2 separate regions of the Zea mays genome follow, and region 1 is linked to region 2. Evidence: chromatin contacts called from public Hi-C data. All regions are on one chromosome and are shown on one strand. Each heading gives the region's core, a stretch centred on a gene start, on an enhancer-like site or on the middle of the called end of the contact. The rest is flanking DNA. Distances are from core to core; before and after follow the strand shown. Region 1 holds the start of LOC103637995 (Major facilitator superfamily protein). Region 2 holds the start of LOC100502328 (DBP transcription factor).

Region 1 (7,162 bases), core at 3,000-5,499, 300 kb after region 2:
GAAAAGCTGCATCCCCAAAACCAACGACGTCGGCCCAAGAGGAGGAAGCTCCTGCAACACCTTCTGCTGTCGAAGTGGAAGAGATTCTAAAGGTAATGACTGAACCTTTGCCTATCAAGCTAAGTCCGCTAGCGCCTTCTGCTCTTGTTGCTCAGACAATTGAGATCCCAGCAGCACCTTCTCTTGTTGCTCAGACAATTGAGATCCCAGCAGCACCTTCTGCTCTACGATATCTTCGCATAAAAGCATGGGTTTCGGCTGATCGGCCGAAGCAGCCTTCTCCCTTCTGTACTTGTACTGCTCACAAGCTTCAGCTTCATCTATATTGTGGATTGCTTTTGAATCAGTCCAATTCCCCTCGGCCTTTCTGGTAGCTTTCTGACTCCCATGAATAGCAATAGGTCCCTGATCCGAAGGTATCTTCATGCAAAGATATGCTGGATGAAGAATTGCTTCAAAAGTATTGAGTGTTCCGCGACCGATGATAGCATTGTAAGGATACTCCATGTCGACAATGTCAAACACAACTTGCTCAGTCCTTGTATTGTTGACGAATCCGAAGGTCACTGGCATGGTAATCTTACCGAGTGCTACAATCTATCTTCCTCTGAAGCCACAAAGAGGGTGCGTAGCATCATGAATCTTGTCTTTGGGCTCTTGCATTTGTCTGAAGGCCTTAGCAAATATAATATCCGCTGCACTGCCTGTATCAACCAAAACATTGTGGACCAGAAATCCTTTGATCACACAAGAGATAACCATAGCATCATTGTGTGGGTAATCCTTGAGCTAAAGATCCTCTTGAGAGAAGGTAATTGGAATGTGAGACCATCTTGACTTGATGAAGGGTCCTTGTACCCCTACATGTTGTACTCTTCTCTATGCCTCCTTCTTATGTTTCTTGTTAGCCAGCTCTGAGCATGAACCGCCTATTATCGGGAGAATCAACTTCGGAGCCGAAGCAGCTCCACCTTGGTTCTTGAATGAAGCCATTGTCTCAAGAAAGTGGAAGTGAGTTCACCGGAGGTGGGCGCCAATGTTGGGGACTTGTTCTCAAATGCTATGAATTAAGAACAAGGCAACATAGAATGTTAAATGTTAAAGCCCTTCGTCCGCTGAAGCATTATTTCCCTGAGGATTTAATGAGCTTCGGACGAAGGTTATGGATGATAAATCACGAAGGTCTTACCTTCATGATCAGAAGTAAAATAATGTGAAATGAAATATAAAATATAAGACATTAAAGAATACCAAGAATAAATAACATCATTCACCCATTTTATAATATAAATTGAAATATTAAAACATGATGTTTAGTTACATTTATACCTTCGCCTTGACAGAAAACAATAATTCCAGAGTAATGCGTTAGCAATTACAGGATTCCGTGAACAGTAAAGGAGTATTGTTCACTATTTATAGGCACAGGACGCAGCCTGTAAGAAATTACAATCATACCCCTTACAAAAGATTACAATTATGACTCAGACCTTATGGACTAAAAAGTCATTCCACCTTTAAGTCAGTTCGATCCTTCATCTTCGGATACGCCATAATACCGAAGCTTCATGAGTGGTAACTTTGGTATCACGTATAAACAGGTTTTGCCGAAGGTGTTTCTTCCTGCAGGACCTTCGGCGACGAAGCATGGTCCCAACAGCTCATTTATATACCTTTGATCATATCTCTTTCTTTTCTATGACTAATGTGGTTTTCAAGTGTATTTCAAGCTAAGTCATAGATTGAAAGGGAAATGGAGTCTTCGGCGAAGACAAGGCTTCCACTCCACTCCATCGATTATTCATTTTTCGCTGTCGCTCCACACCGCTCTCCAATTTGGTATAATCTTCACTCATATATTATTTACCATAGGGGGAGAAAGTAGTTAAAAGGGCTTATATTTAACTCACAGGTATCCATTTTTGGCGATTCATGCCAAAGGGGGAGAAAGTATTAGCCCAAAGCAAAAGGACCGCACCACCACCAATTTCAAAAATGTAGTCTTTCAAATATGGATTAAGAAAAGATTTTTTAATTGGTATGTTTTTCAAGTGGTATCTTATTTTTGATATAATTTCAAATTAGTATACCCTCTTCAATAATAATATCTAAAACCCTCTTGAACACTAAGAGGAGGATTTCATTAAGGGGGAGTTTTGTTTAGTCAAAGGAAAAGCATTTGAAACAGGGAGAGAAAATTTCAAATCTTGAAAATGCTTCTCAAAATCTTATTCATATACCTTTGACTATTTGCAAAAGATTTTTTGAAAAAAATTCCAAAATATTGCAAAACAAAATAAGTGGCGCAAGCGTGGTCCAAAATTTTAAGTAAGAAGAAAGCCATCCATGCATATATAGTAGAAATAATTATTGGTTTCATTCCAAGCAACCTTTGCACTTACATTATGCAAACTAGTTCAATTCTGCACTTTTATATTTGCTTTGGTTTGTGTTGGCATCAATCACCAAAAAGTGGAGACTGAAAGGGAAATAGGCTTACACCTTTTTCTAATTGATTTTGGTGGTTGAATTGCCCAACACAAATAATTGGACTAACTAGTTTGCTCTAGATTATGAGTTCTACAGGTGCCAAAGGTTCACAACAAACTAATAAAAAGACCAAGTGGGTTCAAACAAAGAGAGCAAAAGACAACCGAAGTGTGCCCTGGTCTGGCGCACCGGACTGTCCGGTGTGCAGTGTCCGGTGCACCAGGGAACCAAACTCTGAACTTGCCACCTTCGGGAATTCTGGGAGCCGCTCCGTTGTAATTCACCGGACTGTCCGGTGTGCCAGCGGAGCAACGGCTACTTCGCGCCAACGGTCGTCTGCAGAGAGCAGTTAATGCGCTACAGTGCGCAGAAGTCAGAGCAGAGCCAGAAGGCGCACCGGACAGTGAACAGTGACTGTCCGGTGGCCCAGAAGACAGAAGCTCCAACGGTCGAACCCTAACGGTCGGGTGACGTGGCTGGCGCACCGGACTGTGTCCGGTGCGCCATGCGACAGCAGCCTCCACCAACGGTTCTTTTGGTGGTTGGGGCTATAAATACCTCCAACCACCCACCATTCATTGCATCCAAGTTTTCAGCCTTCACACCTCATACAAGAGCTATAGCATTCAATACAAGACACAAACAAGAGATCAAATCCTCTCCCAAGTCCAAAGACAATTCCAATCAAATAGTGACTAGTGAGAGAAAGATACTTGTGTTCATTTGAGCTCTTGCGCTTGGATTGTTTTTCTTCTTTCTTTCTTGATTCCAACTCAATTGTAACCAAGGCAAGAGACACCAATTGTGTGGTGGTCCTTGTGGAGACTTGGTGTCCCGTTTGATTGAGAAGAGAAGCTCACTTGGTCTAAGTGACTGTTTGAGAGAGGGAAAGGGTTGAAAGAGACCCGGTCTTTGTGACCACCTCAACGGGGAGTAGGTTTGCAAGAACCGAAACTCGGTAAAACAAATCACCGTGTCATCCGTTCTTATTCGCTTGTGATTTGTTTTCGCCCTCTTTTTCAGACTCACATTTAATTCTAACGCTAACCCAGCTTGTAGTGTATGCTTAAGTTTGTAAATTTCAGATTCGCCCTATTAACCCCCTCTAGGCGACTTTCACTTGAAGTTCATTTTAGTCGGGCATATTGCAAAAGCTCTCCTTTACCACTTCGAGGAGCATAACATCATGTGACTCACTCGATGACGACGTGAATAATTGGTTGCATATGACATTAAAGAAATACCACATACGCTATTACAAAATACAATATTTGAAGGTAAATACAAATTAATTGTATCACATCAATGTAAAGTAGATCGGCAATATTAAAATTACAAAAAAAAAACATATAAGTTTGCTATTTATAATAGCCTATGTGTTGATTTTGGGTAGAATTTTAATGCATCAACCTACCACTTTAAACTATATAAAACTCATTCAACCAAATCACTCACATGCACATAACCTACACTATCTACCAAATAAATTGTATCCAGACTTAATACACCATCAAAATCAATAGTTTAGATCGCTGGATAGCTTCTCTCAATTACTCAAATCCAATAGACAATTATCATTTGTATCATTTCTCACCCCTCTCTCTTCTCTCTCCCGTGTCATGTTGCCTTTTTTCACTTACTCGCGTCGCTACCATCATCAATCTATCCCCTCATGTCATTGATATCTCTTAACTCATTATTTCTTCGAAATCGTAGCGTTATTACGACCCAGACGCTACCGCCTACCGTAGAGTAAGAAAACTTTAGAGAGTAGCACGTTGCCATCTATCTTCGACAACCCACTTTCCCCGCACCTTTTCCCACCGCCAGTCCTCCACCCACGCGTCCGCGCGCACACGGACCCCAACCCAAACCGGCAAACCCCAGCTCCAAGCGAAGCACAGCTCCCAAAGTTCCAAGTCGGACACTGTAGGCGCGGCGCCCGCGGACACCCATACTGCGCTCACCGAGACACCGACCCGCGATCCCGACGGCAGCTCCCCTCCCCCTCTCCAGGTCTCCACTGTACGTCTGAACTGCATATCGCGCACGCCGCTCCGGTGCTCCCCTCGGCGAGCGAGATGCGGGGGCCGGCGTCGGTGAAGGCGGGGAGCCGGCCGCCTTGGCTGGGGCTGGGGGCGGCCGCGTGGGTGCAGGTCGCGGGCGGCGCCAGCTCCACGTTCGCGCTCTACTCGCACGCGCTCAAGGTCGCCCTAGGCGCCGACCAGAGCCGCCTGGCGCTGCTCGGGGTCGCCTGCGACGTCGGCGAGAACCTCGGCCTGCTCCCGGGGGTGCTCTGCAACCGGCTCCACCCCGCGCTGCTACTCCTCATCGGCGCCGGCGCGTGCCTTCTCGGGTACGGCACCGCGTGGCTCCTCGTCTCCGGCGTCGCGCCCGCGCTGCCTTACTGGCTGGTGAGCTGCCGCCGCTATCGCTCTTCGTTTTGCTACCTCTCATCAATTTACTGATCGTTTTTTTTTCCCTGAAAGACATTACTGGTCGATTTTTAAGATCCTGTTTATGGTCGTGAAACGGAAGTTGAGTTACTCTGTTGATGTGCAAGTTTTTCGTGGAAGGCATTGTTTAAGTGGTCGCTTTTTTTGGCACTTTTGCTCTGTGCAAGTAATAAACATAATATATGGATTATTATGGTGATGTTGGGATTTATTCTCCATTATTACCCTAAAAAATGGTTAAACATCTTATGCTATGCTGTAAAGGTTGAGGGAAAATAGATCTCTCTTTCTGAGATTCCATTAACAAGGGGGGACAGGACAGGCTGCGTGCAGCGTGCCATACACTAGGAAAATATCCTCGACAAAGAACATAAAAAACACTAACAAACAAATTTTCACTGCACTTGGGTGATTGGGTCAATAAAAATGCAGCAATTAACTTAGTTTACCTGCAATATGCCCGTATCTAGGACTTTTACACGCCAGATCTCACTGGAGAGTCGGGTGTTCTAGAATTAGCACCACTCCTCTTTCCCCTCTGAGTGTGGTTAGCTTTCTGCTAGCTTCAACTTGAGACAAGCTTTTTCGCCTACTCTAAGCCAGCAAGCTGTGTATTTCCATTCCATGATTTACTTCGATGGATAGTGTAAATTGACTAATGACCTTTTTTGCAGATTTGGTTTGCGTTATGTCTTGCTACAAATGGTGGTGCATGGTTGGCGACTGCCGTTCTAGTGACCAACATGAGGAACTTCCCGCTCAGCAGAGGTGCCGTTGCTGGCATTCTGAAAGGGTACTCGGGTTTAAGTGCCGCTGTTTACACTGAAATATACACCGGAGTGCTCCGTGATTCACCCATCAACCTTTTGCTCTCTCTCGCTCTGGGAATTCCTGCCGTGTGCCTCCTGGGAATGTACTTTGTTCAGCCCTGCGAACCCTCTCTGGTGGAGACGAACGCAGAGCAAGTCCATTTTATGTTTGCGCAAGTGGCAAGCGTTCTTCTTGGGGTTTATCTGGTTGGGGCTACAATATTGGATCACGTCGTGGCTGTCAATGACATTATGAACTATTCTCTGCTTGTCGTTATGGTTCTTCTCATTTTCGCTCCACTGGCAATACCATTGAAGATGACGCTATTCCCGAAGAAAAAAAACCCATTGGATTCACACTCTCCAACAGTTGATAATGATCACACACAGCCGCTTTTGCCTTCTTCCTCCGAATCAAACCTCGGTAATCTTGAAGAAGATGATTCCACAGACATCGATGTCCTCTTAGCCGAGGGTGAAGGGGCCATAAAGCCGAAGAGAAGAAGACCAAGAAGGGGAGAGGATTTCAGGTTTCGCGAAGCGATACTGAAGGCCGATTTCTGGCTTCTGTTTGCAATATGCTTTGTTGGGATTGGATCTGGAATCACCGTTCTTAATAATCTGGCACAGATAGGAATCGCCGCAGGTGCTGTCGACACAACCATCTCACTCTCTGTCTTCAGTTTCTGCAACTTCTTTGGCCGGCTGGGAGGTGGTGCTGTTTCCGAGTATCTTGTCAGGTAACAGAATATCTTGTATTCACTCATCTATTTACTCTTTTGAAATAATTGCTTTCATGTGATGGGGCCATTCTTGGCTTTTAATAGCTCTATCAATTTCACATTGCTTTTTTTGGCCTAGTGGGCACTGACTACTGAGAGATACTATCTGGTAGCGAACCATTGTGTCTTTATAGCTCCTCGCGTCCCAAATGTAGTAACCATGTTAGCTCCCTTTCGAACTATTAGAAAACTGCATTGCAGTCTCAGGTTTTGAATTTCTCTCGTGCTGGCCAATAGCAATAGGTTGGGTAAAAACTGTGAGTAGAGAACATGAGAGCCTGACAAAGCAGTAAGGCTTGCAACCGGGTCCGTTTTCTGAAGACAAACAGTAAGAAAAAAAAACCATGAATTTTATGTGTAGAAACATGTAGGGAACAGCTTTCTCTTGTTTGTTATGTTGTGAGTGCTATACATGACTTTGTTGAGATTCAAAATTGTGGCACCACCGCATTCCTAGGGTCAACTTGCAATCTTCTTCCGCAGGTCAAGGACACTCCCACGAAGCGTCCTGGTCATATGCACCCAGGTAGTGATGATAATCACGTACCTGCTCTTCGCGTTGGGCCGGCTCGCCACGCTCTACGTCTCCGTCGCCTTACTCGGCTTATGCTACGGGGTCCTGCTC
Region 2 (7,159 bases), core at 769-3,268:
GTTGGGGTATTTTATAGCCCCAACCACCAAACTAGCCGTTTGGTGGAGGCTGCTGTCGCATGGCGCACCGGACAGTCCGGTGCGCCACCGGACACTGTCCGGTGCGCTAGCCACGTCATCCGGCCGTTAGGGTTCGACCGTTGGAGCTCTGACTGGTGGGGCCTCTGGGCTGTCCGGTGCGCCAACTGCGCATGCTCTGACTCTGGCGCGCACTGTAGCGCATTGAATGCGGTTGCAGTTGACCGTTGGCGCGAAGTAGTCGTTGCTCCGCTGGCACACCGGACACTGTCCGGTGCTTCACCGGACAGTCCGGTGAATTATAGCGGAGCGGTCTCCCATTTTCCCGAAGGTGGCAAGTTCAGCGTCGAGTGCCCTGGTGCACCGGACACTGTCCGGTGGCACACCGGACAGTCCGGTGCGCCAGACCAGGATGCCATTTGGGATGTCTTTTGCTCTCTTTGTTTGAACCCTGTCTTGGTCTTTTTATTGGCTTATTGTGAACCTTTGGCACCTTTAGAACTCATAGACTAGAGCAAACTAGTTAGTCCAATTTATTTGTGTTGGGCAATTCAACCACCAAAATCATTTTAGGAAAAGGTGTAAGCCTAATTCCCTTTCAGGTGTGTTTAATGAATTGTTGGGCTCCGGGCAGCCCTAATTTATTATGTCTTGGGCAACCTCACCTGGCTGGGTGTATAATCTGGTATCAGAGCTAGGGCTCATTTTAAAAAGGTGTGAATGATGAGGACATCCTCCACTAATACCCGTTGGCAAAGACGCAATTGGCCCAATTGTAGTAGGACGACGACCGTGTGAGCTTCAAAATTATCTCACCTCGCTTAACTTGAGAGTAGAAAGCCACCTTAAAAGAGAGAGTCACTCTTTCCCCATCGGACTAGTCTTTTGGGGTGATTAGACCTCTTCTTGAGTTAGGTGTGCTTAATGAACTGTTGGGCTCCGAGCAACATTAATTTGTTGTGCCTCGGCTAGCCCCACATGGGCTGGGTGCATAAGTAAGGATTTTTGCGATCTATCTTTTAACTATTAATACATGATCCAATAAAGTTTCTATCCAATAAAGTTTTTAAGGTAGCCACAATAGTAATAAGTCAGCTCTCTATAAAGAGCCCATGTCAGCATCTATCGTATGTGGCAAAGAATTAAATGAAGAAAGAGTGATGTTATCTATGAATCTGAGTAAGCTTATATGTAGAAATCGAGGTGATATAGAGAGTGTAAGTGTTAAAGACAATTATAGATATCTGTATAGATACACTGTTACAAATATTCACCATAGAATGCACTATTACAAACATTCACTATAGAATGATACAGAGATAATATATATGTTGCTATAGAGAGTAGGAATGGCAATCAGGCGGTTAGTATATGGATTTATAGTTCGCGAACCATACCCACAAGACAAAACTCAACATATACCCGTACCCATAAACGTTCGTGGATATGGATCTGTATCCATACTCGTACCCGCCGGGTATCCGCTATCCGATGGGTACATGTTATCCGTCCACCCATTACAATTTTAGCATTCAACCACAAACAACAATTTTATCACATTTTAAAATTATTATCATTCCAGCAGCATCAAATGATAATTTCAATCAACACCAAACAACATGTCATGGATAAAAAATAAAAAATAAGAATTTATGATAATATATTAAATCCGAATAGTCCACATGTCATATATTCATTGGGTAACGGGTATAGATGTCACGAAAAATTATCCACGGATACCTTATTATATTCATAACCGTACCTGCAGATACCAAATTTCACAATACTCATATCTAATATACCCATATCTAATAAATAATTATTTATAATTATTTACCCATATACGTACCATATCGCCAGCGTTACGTTTAACCGACTGTAAATTTGTAGCTCTTTTCCTCTCTCACTTCTTGTTTCTCTTGGAGTCATGTCGGATCTGACGCCTGTTCACCACGTGCCTTTCTTCCTCCTTGGTTCTTCACAGCTCTCCTGCCGGATCAGAGTTTACTGCTCACCGCACCTCCGTTCCTCTCTCCTGAGTCTCCTCTCCTCGTCAAGTCAACAGTCGCCACTGTCCACTGTCCCCACCCGACTGCCTCCATAAAAAAAAACCGAGGTCCAACAAACAACCACTGCAATCTCCATGCCCTTCCTTCCTTCCTTCCCCACACACCATCTCTCTTTCACATGAGGATTTCTTTCCCTTCTTTCTTTCCCACAAATATTCCCAAAGAATCTTCTGTGTTGCTTCTCTCCTCGGATTCCTCTTCCCCTCCTCGCCTCCCACTCCAATTATTCCTCTCCTTACTGACTTGCTTCGCTTCTCTGTTATCTCTGTCCTCTCCTCGTGTTTGTTCTTCCTACCAGCGGAGCGCGAGCTACGCGCTGTGCCTCGTGCCTAGACGAACGGCATAGGCACCGGACGGTGGCGTCATGTGCGTGGAGGAGCCGAAGGACGCCGAACGGTTTGGTTTTGGAGACCCAGGGGTCGAGGAGCCCGCTAAGTTTCCCTTGGCTCAGGTTCGTGTTGACGGCTGGGTGCATAATTAAAGATTCGATTTTGGGTGGTTATCTTGTTGCGTGGATGAAACTTTCGATGTATATCCGTGAATCTGGTATACTTTTCTGTCGGTTCGTTTAAGTGCTTGATCCTGGTATAATGGATGGATTCAAAAGGAAACAATGATTGTCTTTGCTTCGAGTACACGCCTATGTTTATCCATCTGTCTCTCTTTTTTTCCCTTGAGTTCTGCTAGAATCTAGGCGATTTCGTGTTCAGTTGGCGCTAATGAAGGTGTAGATCAGGAGGTGATTTGAACTGTTCAATAAGGCAGAGTTAGGTTTCTTGCATTGTACAGTTAATCTTGCATCGTGTCATATATGGGCGCCTGTAAGTTAGGTGGCGCCAGAATAGTAACAGCTTAGTTAATGGGCCCATTAGGCCTTAGATTAGATGGATCTGTTATCAAATCTTTGTTAGTTGGATTTGTTAGGGACTCTTTGTAAACAGCCTATATATATGGCTGGTTTGGTTCAGAATCAATAAGCAAGATTTATCTCCTAGTTCCCATCTGCTAATTCCATCTACTCTCCTCAACACTTTCCTTCTCACAATTACAACCTAAGATCTACCACCTCTGGTAATCCCCTACCACAATTGTGGCTGGAATGTTAGGTAGCTGTTTCCTGGTGAACGGTGGCAGTTGTTTGTTTGCGGCTGGCCCACGCTTTTCATTATTTCTTAAGTTGCTTCGGTTTTGTACTCTATACTAAAATTTGTCAAACTGTCCGATCATTTCCTTGCTCATTCTGAGGTGCTGTGACAGACAGGTAGTACTAATTTCTGACTATTGTACGTAGCGAACAGGAAATGCTAGAAATTTCTTGAGAGGATATTTCAAGACAGCATATTTTCCGTGTATTTCTGACTAGCTGAAATTTCTTCAGAGTAGTACGTACTTGCCAAGGGCACATGTACTTGATTTCTCTATCAAGGCTAAAATGTAATGAAATAAAACGTGTTTTTTTCCGTGCTGATACCAGTGAAGGCATCATTTTCCTGAAGTGGTCCATGTGATTACTGACTTTGGAAGGGTTGGTACCCACATCATGATAGGAAGTTAGGAACTGCTAGATTTTTCTTCCATGGCTTGTGAGCTACTGTGATTTGATTTTAGGTGTTACTGTCATGGGTGGGTTTTCCTTTTATAGACTGGTAATGTTGATTACCAGCATTAATTTGTGCCAAGGGATAACCAAAAAATGCTGAAGATTGTAATTTCACATGGTTTGTCAATTTACGAACTCAGGCTCTGTTTGTTGCACCATATTAGCCATTGATGCTCTGCATATGGACAATTATTTCTAAAACTTTTTACTGTTCCAACTAAGGGGAAACTAATTCATTAAAATAGATGAGTTAATGTCTCATATAGTTTAACGCGCTCCTTTCTGACAGGAACTTCTGAATTTGTTTGAGTGGAAGCACCAAAGTTGAATTGATTGACATTTGGATTTTGGTTTGTGATTAATTGACGTAATGGAGTTTCCTTATTAGTATGTTCAAGTAGTTATGGCAATGCTACTTGCGCTAACTTGACTTTGTGATTGCATGTAATTTAGATCAGCTAGCTTATCTATAGATTCACATTTAGTGCTTCCTGTATTGCATTCATGTGCACTGATCCTTTCTGTTTACACGCAGATGGAGAGAGTTTGTGAAAATACAACTTCTGCTGATTTCAGGCAGAAGTTAAGCAATTTTGTCCCAGTAATCCGATCGGGGGATTGGTCTGATATTGGAGGTCGCCAATACATGGAAGACACCCACGTGTGCATTCCAGACCTTGCTAAGAACTTTGGTTTCCCATCATTAGATAATGAAGTTGTTTCATTCTATGGGGTACACACTTGCCGTCTTGCCCACTCTATTTTACCTTTCCTAGTTTCATAGACCAATCATATTGCCAAACATGCAAATCAACAAGCAGTCTATGCTGATGGTAAATTCTGACTACATCATTAGAACACCCCATATAAAGAAGAGGACTTCATAACAAATTTGGTCCATACTGCACCAGCCTAGCAGTAGAACGTTGAGGTCGCTCGTTGTGTCAAGTATATCATATGTGTAGTTCATTGTAATATCAGAAGCTGAACATAGGCTTATAATATTTTTTTCTCCTCCCAGAAAACGATTCTGCTTGTTATGATGTACACAGTTGTTTTTTTGTCAGATCACTGGAACAAATTCAGATCTGGGCTCTCAATAATTTTATTGAGTTGCACACTTGCTCATCATCAGTTAACCTAGATAATCATGTTAGTCAGTATGCATGAATGATTCACAAAAACTTGATATTCCTCTTAGGTAACAATTTTCTCCATTTCAATAATCAGGTCTTTGATGGTCACGGTGGAAAAGATGCTGCCCATTTCGTTTGTGATAATTTACCAAGGATGATTGTGGAAGATTCAGATTTCCCTCTTCAGCTTGAAAAAGTTGTGAGAAGGTCCTTTATGCAGATTGATTGCCAGTTTGCTGAGACATGCTCTCTCCATAGAGCATCGTCCTCCGGTACAACTGCACTTACAGCAATGGTTTTTGGAAGGTACTTTCCTGTCACAAGTATGATTTTCCCCAGCTTTTCATAGTATATTTAAGAGTTTTTTTATCGATACCATGAGTTGTATATGTAATGTAATCGATTTCCTTAGAAAGCCTTATTGTTCGATGTCTATCATATGGATTACATAAGAAATATTTTGGTGAACATCTGGTGAAAATGTGTCAAGTATCTTTTAGAACTGAGGCTACAGTGTTCAATCATGTCTGTACAATATTTCATCTCCTTTTAAGTTTTGCCTTTTAAAGATGTATAGAGCTAGTACCATGGCTGTTCAGAAACTGTGCTGTACTATGTCTAGTCTTCAACATGTTCTAATCTTTGTCACAAACATTTGAATATTGACTTCTGTTGATGCCAAGTAGCACAAAATTCTAAATCAACTTGTACAAATTATCTAACGTGCGATGGTATGTGCTCACTTTTCTTTTTTTTAAAGCACAGTAGTTAATATCGGGTGAGGTATTGTGAACCAGAAAAGATGATTTGACTTTTACATACTCACATGTTCATATATAAATTGAACTGATTGTGCTCAACACATCATGGTCTATTCTCTGTTCTCCTTTAGACCTTCAACCATTATTGTGTGCATATAACAATTTGGGATTCGGAAGCATAGAGGCCCATTGTTTAAACTTTAGGCCATTGATGGATCCTCATAGGTTGGTACAGGTTTGCATGTACCCAATATCTATTAGTTTCTTTTAGGGTTTTTTTTCAAATTTGTAATCTCGTTTCAGAATTGGCAATGCACAGACGTGTCGTTCGCTGGCTCGCTCTCTAACTTTATGCTATATTTATACATTTAAATTTATTTGCACTTGTATCTGTTGAACCTCTTTGACCAATGCTAAGAATTTGCACGACCCGTGCAGGTCTCTTCTGGTCGCTAATGCCGGTGACTGTAGGGCGGTTCTTTCCCGGTGTGGCACCGCAGTCGAAATGTCCATGGACCACAGGCCTTGCAGTCTCAGCGAAAAACTGCGCGTAGAATCGCTTGGTGGCTACGTGGACGATGGCTATCTGAACGGTCTGCTAGGAGTCACCAGAGCACTTGGTGACTGGCATCTCGAGGGCATGAAAGGAGCTGGTGAGACAGGTGGTCCCCTGAGTGCTGACCCAGAGCTCAAGATGACCACGCTGACGAAGGATGACGAGTTCTTGATAATTGGCAGCGACGGGATCTGGGACGTCTTCTCGAACCAGAACTCGGTGGACTTCGCCCGGAAGCGCCTCCAGGAGCACAACGATGTGAAGTTGTGCTGCAGGGAAATCGTCGAGGAGGCGATCAGGCGGGGGGCTACTGATAACTTGACTGCAGTGCTGGTCTCGTTCCACCTGGAGGCCCCGCCTCGGATCAGAGTGGACCGTCCTGGTAGGGTGGAGAGGAGCATATCTGCTGAAGGGCTCAATAGCCTCAGGATACTCCTGGGAAGGCAGTAGCTGCGTTCTTGTCGCGATTTTAGGTGCTGTGCCGCATTGCCGAGCTGTAATTGTTTGTAGTCATCTCGGCTCCTCATTGTCGTTAGCTGTTACCCGTTGCTGCGACTGCGACACGTGTTACGATTCTTGTTGGTGATTGAACCAACAAACCTGATATTATTCTTGTTGGTGATTGAACCAACAAACCTGATACTATTCTTGTTGGTGACTGAACCAACAGATTTGAGCTCTGTCCTGTGAGAGATTTTAAGCAGATGAAAGTATATCTGGCAAAGAAGCTGTGAGTTCCCAGCTCACTGTGTAATGTTTGCCTTCCGTTATGTAACAAAACAAAACAATTCATTGACTGAAATGTGTCAGGACTGGGTCAAATTTCCTGTTCTCGCACGACTGTTCACTCGGGTGGTCTTTCTCCCATGATACAAAAACTATGAAGCTGGACACGGTTGAGAACAATGTAAGCAACAGAATGGTTCGGTTGCGGAAACACCGGCCGTTGTCGCCTGACCGGTGTCGTCGGTTTGCAACGAGGTCAAAACAATGCCTTTTCGACATGCCAGTGAAACAAC

Evidence for each region. Hi-C and Micro-C count contacts between places; a contact is called where the count stands out from the background.
Region 1: a Hi-C map of ear shows a contact between it and region 2, with 3 times the contacts expected there. The contact joins the promoter of LOC103637995 here to the promoter of LOC100502328 in region 2. A contact is called at or near these places in 2 of 25 Hi-C or Micro-C datasets (ear and tassel).

The regions. Positions count from the first base shown.
Region 1 is chr9:15,876,473-15,883,634 of Zm-B73-REFERENCE-NAM-5.0, forward strand. It overlaps LOC103637995 (Major facilitator superfamily protein), which reads left to right and starts at 4,250. Exons shown (of 3, transcript XM_008660995.4): 1 at 4,250-4,904; 2 at 5,621-6,495; 3 at 7,021-7,162. The coding sequence starts at 4,572.
Region 2 is chr9:15,583,349-15,590,507 of Zm-B73-REFERENCE-NAM-5.0, forward strand. LOC100502328 (DBP transcription factor) reads left to right here and starts at 2,019. Exons shown (of 4, transcript NM_001196806.2): 1 at 2,019-2,538; 2 at 4,223-4,420; 3 at 4,918-5,129; 4 at 6,023-6,976. The coding sequence starts at 2,452. The coding sequence ends at 6,590.